Regions from separate parts of the Macaca mulatta genome. Here region 1 is linked to region 2. Evidence: chromatin contacts called from public Hi-C data. All regions are on one chromosome and are shown on one strand. The core of a region is the stretch at or near the end of the contact, and the rest is flanking DNA. Distances in the headings are between cores, read along the strand shown.

Region 1 (2,700 bases), core at 178-2,677, 690 kb before region 2:
TGTCATCATGAAGCATTGTGTGAAGATACAGTGGGAGTGAGTAAATGTATTTGTAAAGTCACAAACATAGATATGGACAAAATCCAAGTTTAGATATAGTCCTCAATAAGGGAAGAGAAGAAATAAGTAAAACCAATGGAAACAATGAGGTATATGAGAAATAGAATTGGCGAATAGAATAGAGAGTGCTTCAAGAAAGGGATGTGATCAGGGTGTCATGACGAAGCAGTGAATTCAAGAAGGGGGATGGAATTTGATCATCTAGAGAGGCTAACTTCCTTTTGAGAAAGTTGTGAGTTTACAGGCATGGTTAATTAGGGAGTGGCTGCAGAAGTAGAGACTGTAATAAAATGAAGTTTAGAAAGGACAGAATTGAAATCAGAAGGAACTTAGAGGTCATCTATGATAACTTACTCTCCATTTCAGGACTCACGTTCAGGAGCTGCAGCCCTAACAGTTACTCGCTCTGTCTTGTTGGAAGGACACCGTCTAATCTGTCAGGCAGTTGATTCCATATTGGGAGATTAGCATATTGGGTTGGTGAATTCTTCATTTCATTGAGATAAAAAAACAAAAAGATACAACCACGGAAGAAAGAAATTTGCTGGTAGCAGGAAAGTATGGAGGGTTCAAGTAAAGTTCTTGTATTTATTTTAACTAGAAGGGAGGTTTGTGTATAGTTAAAGGAAAAGAAAAAGAAGCATGAGAGAGGAAAGGGTTAAAGAGTAGCAAGGAGATGGATGTGAAGCTTCTTTCAGGCCAGAAGCAGGAAGTGATCAGAGACACAGATGGAAAGGTTATTTTCATTTGATTTATCCACCCACTAACCGGTGTCTGATATAGTGCTTTTAGCATAGTGCGTGTGCAGCACAGAGATGTGCTGATTGATTAATTGAGGAGAAGAAAGGTACTTTTGAGATCCAAGAAAAGATAAAGGGAGAGATTCAGAAGCAGATCTGGGATCTAACGAGTGATCCAAATCATGTGAGCTGAGGAGCAAGACAAATTCAGAAGCTTCACTTTTGGCCACTATAAAGAAAATGGCTGCTGTTTTAGTCGATTTTAAAGATAATGATTTTTTTAAGCCATCTGACTCCTTTGTGCCTTCTATCAGAATTGAAGTAATAGGCAAGGCATTCAGATAAAACTGTCCCTCCTGGAGGAAGAGACATGCCAAGAGAACCTTGGCCAGATGGGAGCTGCAGAAAGGGGCTCAGAGGGGCATTTTCCTTGCCCAGTCAGTTTGGATTTAAACCAGGTGCCTCCAGGGTAGGCCAGAGCTTTGCCAGTCAAGAGCAGGGGTGTAAGCTGCCGTTGTGTGAAAACAAGTTAAGTTGCTTGGTTCCAAGGAATGTGGTCCAAGTGTCATAAATGCATCTGTTTAATAATGCATATCAGTAGCTCTTCCAGAATTTGGGCGCCTTGCGCTGCCTTTGTTTCCTCATTTCCAGAAAAATGAACAAGTCCGTGTCTTGACAAAAGCACTAGATGGCAGCATAGGACATCTATTCAACTGTCTTCTCTCCGCAGGCTGCTGGAATTTTGACAGATACAAAACGGTACCTGTGGTTTTGTGTATAAAACTGGTATAACTGTTTGTACATTTAAAAAATGTAACAATAAATTAAACATAAGGGAAAAGGGTTGCTAATAAATACAGCGTTAGATTGTATTTTTGTATACCAGGTGACAAGCCTGGGCATTCAAACCTGATTTGTTTGGGGATGGGCAGGATGGGAAGCGAGTTGAAAGAGTTGCAAAATGTACATGCTGGGTGGTTATAGCTTCCTTGAGGGTTGTTGTTGGTTTACCCATATGTCTGTGTGCATTCCATAGAGGTGAAAATTTAGGGAAGTGAGGGGTAAGATATGTCTGAAAGTCTGGATACAAGGGATGTTGGAAGAAAGCACCATTCTGTGATTCTCTAACTCACTGTTTTGATGGGTGGAAGGTGAAAGTGTGAGCTCATTATTTTTGCTTTTCTTAAAGTGACAAATAATGGCTTCTCATTCTCTTACTCATCATTTAGAAAGTGGGTCTGTGAAACCTGCACACATTCTAGCCTATAGGACTATATAGGCTCTATACTATCAGTATATACTACCGTCTTTTTTCTTTAGTCTGGTTGATTCACTTTCTTGGTTAGAACAACTGCTACCTGAGACACTAAGGGCATAGATTTGACTCTCGTCAGGATCAGTTGGCATGCTACAGAAAAGAAGAAAACAACAACAATCCTAAGATCGCACACGGAAAATCCACTTAACCAGCTCTGCAAATATTCTTCACCACTTCAAGAAAAGTAATTCAAAGCACACATCCTATCAATATGGTCAGAAGCATTATCTTTTTATTCATTCTTTCATTTAACAAACATTTATTATCTACTACGTGCCAAGCACTGTGCTGGGTAATAAAAGAGATCTAAAAAAACACAAAACCAAACCAAAACAAAAATAACCCAAACACTATATAACATAATACACATCTCCTTTACTACAAAGATGATATTAATAGCAGTTACTGTTGGTAAAATGGTTTATAGTTCCTGACACACTTTCATCCACAATATCTTATTTGGTTCTTACAATGAACCTGCCATTTGGATTTTTTTACAGGTGAGGAACTGAGATTTAGAAATTATTAATAATTTGCCTAAATCATAGTCAATTAATGATATTTCTGGCACTTAAAACGAGT
Region 2 (2,700 bases), core at 57-2,556:
TGCCCGGATGAAGACTTCTTAACATGGAAGCTAAGAGATAAGAAGGTCAGTGACAGGTGACACAGCAGCCAGGGAGAGAGGAGAGGTGTTTCAGGCAGAAGAAATAAAAGCATGCACAACGGCCTGAAGAGTGAAAGCATGATTCACTCAGGCAACTGGAAAGTTCATCATGGCTGAAACACAGTATTTGAAAAAGAGAATATTGAGAAATAAAGAACGAGAAGTAGACAGTCAGATTATGGAAGGGTTTATACAAAATTTTAGGAAGTTGAGATTTCATGTCAATTAAGCACTCATAGAACGGGACAGAGGGAAGGTAAGGAAAATAATAGTGTGCTCTTCTACTGCAAAATATAAACAAACACACACACACACATTCATTTTGTATTTCTCAGTTGAAAGAGGCTAAGAATCCCAAGAGTTACTGTAAAGTTATGATTCTCTCGTTTATATTCTTTGACATGCTTAAATAACAACTGTGACAAAACAGTTAACAATTACTGTGTTTTTGTTATGTTATGGAACTATTCTATTCTAAAATCTTTATACCTGTGATTTCCTTTAACACTCAGAATAACTCTTAATCCTATGGAGTGATTACTATTATTATCTGCAACTTACAGATAAGGAAAACTGAGCCACAGGGAAGTAAGTGACTTGCTCAAGTACATATAGCTATGCTTTTCCTTACCTCTTATAGAGGCAGGTTGAGAAAAGACCAGGGAACAGCATTAATATCAAACACAAATGATAAAGGCTATGCTGATAAGCTTGCTTTATAAAAAAATCAACAAATCGTACATGTACCTTATACTATGGCACAGAGACCAAGTTTAGCAAATGGATGAATAAAGCATGTTGAAACCAATGTAATCACAAACACAGCAATTAAATTGCTTTTCTGTAAGGAAAATTTAACAAAATTTTTTTTTAAGTCAAGAGAGCCATAGAAACTAAAAAAATAAATAAATAAACTTGATTCCAAACAGGTCAGGAACCAGTAAGTCAAAGCAATGCCTTGTGCCTCCATTTTCCTAAATTAAGAATAAAGTTATACCTTATTTTATATTACCATATTGGAGTGTTTAAGAATTATGCATCAGACAACCATCTGGAAATAGTCTATACTATAATTCTAAATGAGAAAGGACAAAAAGTTATTTAAGTCAAATTTCTAAGTCTAGTTTAAATAGAAAAAATAATTAATTTTTCAGGAAAAAAAAATATGCTCTGGTTGTTTGATACCAGCAGATGGCACCCTAACAAAATAATTTGTGTGCCATATGTAAACTTCTTACAGCCCTCTGTACCCTGAAATACCAGTCAAGTTCACTGTGTCCAGACAGACAGGGTAGGAAAGAGGAAAACCAAAGTCAAAACTTCCTGTTTTCAAATCAAATAATTTTTATTTTGGGAAGAAAGAGTAGAAAAAGAATTTTCTGTATTAGTCTTCATTTTGTGAATACCTAGTTAGCTTGAATCATTGTTGTAAGAAAATCCCCTATAAATCTGCATAAAAATCCCACTATAAAAGAACAACATGACTACATTAAAAGGAGTAAAATGGGCTGATCCATGTATTTTCCAGCACCACCCCCCAGTAAAAGGATGTTAGAGGAACAAATATTCTTTCTGAATGCTTCAACTGTCAGAGATGACATAATGCTGGAGATTTTTTAAAAACAGTTTGAGAAGAACTTAAACATAAAGTTTGCATTAAGACCACTGCCACAATACCCATTTCAATTTCACGCCTATTCAATTTGAATTGTTCAAAATAGATAATGCGTGTTTGAATTTCACCCTCGTCTCTTCTCCCCCTCCCCACTATTCTTGTGACTATTGTTATTGTTATTTTTATTTATTTATTTGTGTATTTTTTTTTTTTTTTGAGACGGACTCTCGCTCTGTTGCCCAGCCTGGAGTGCAGTGGCGCGATCTCGGCTCACTGCAAGCTCCGCCTCCCGGGTTCACACCATTCTCCTGCCTCAGCCTCCCGAGTAGCTGGGACTACAGGCGCCCACAACCGCGCCCGGCTAGTTTTTCGTATTTTTAGTAGAGACAGGGTTTCACCGTGTTAGCCAGGATGGTCTCGATCTCCTGACCTCATGATCCGCCCGTCTCGGCCTCCCAAAGTGCTGGGATTACAGGCTTGAGCCACCGCGCCGGGCGACTATTGTTATTTTTAAAGCAAATATAGGATATTATGTCGAGATCACGAATAAGTGGGTCTACAAGGTTCTGGAAAAAGTCAGGGTTACCACTTTTTCTTTCTTCTTCCTTTTGTCTCCTCTTGCTTAATTCCTGGTACAGTTATGTGCCATCTAATTAATGATATCTTGGTCAACTACTGACCACGTATACTACAATGGTTCCATAAGATTATAATATCATGTTTTTACTGTACCTTTTCTATTTTTAGGTATGTTTAGATAAAAAAACACCATTACATTACAATTTCCTACAGTATTCGGTACAATAACATAGGCTATTTCATATAACCTAGATGTGTCGTAGGCTGCACCATCTAGATTCGGGTGAGTACACGCTATGATGTTCCCACAAGGATGAAATCACCCAGTGACGCACTTCTCAGAACATCCCTGTCGTTAGGTGTCACATGACAACATTTGATTTAAGAATTCAGCCAGATTTGACAGGGCGCGGTGGCTAATGCCTGTAATCCCAGCACTTTGGGAG

What was found. Hi-C and Micro-C count contacts between places; a contact is called where the count stands out from the background.
Region 1: a Hi-C map of fetal cortex germinal zone shows a contact between it and region 2, with 8 times the contacts expected there. The contact joins two enhancer-like sites. A contact is called at or near these places in 4 of 14 Hi-C or Micro-C datasets (blood, fetal cortex germinal zone, fetal cortical plate and 1 more).

Annotation. Positions count from the first base shown.
Region 1 is chr7:103,336,553-103,339,252 of T2T-MMU8v2.0, reverse strand. No RefSeq gene overlaps it. Among named protein-coding and RNA genes, the nearest start is that of PRKD1, 290 kb to the right of the region's middle. Within about 2 kb of position 1,427, at least 6 of the 40 cell types and tissues checked have an H3K27ac peak or open chromatin away from gene starts, as enhancers often do. A contact at or near this core is called in fetal cortex germinal zone, where this site is marked.
Region 2 is chr7:102,646,302-102,649,001 of T2T-MMU8v2.0, reverse strand. No RefSeq gene overlaps it. Among named protein-coding and RNA genes, the nearest start is that of PRKD1, 400 kb to the left of the region's middle. Within about 2 kb of position 1,306, at least 3 of the 40 cell types and tissues checked have an H3K27ac peak or open chromatin away from gene starts, as enhancers often do. A contact at or near this core is called in fetal cortex germinal zone, where this site is marked.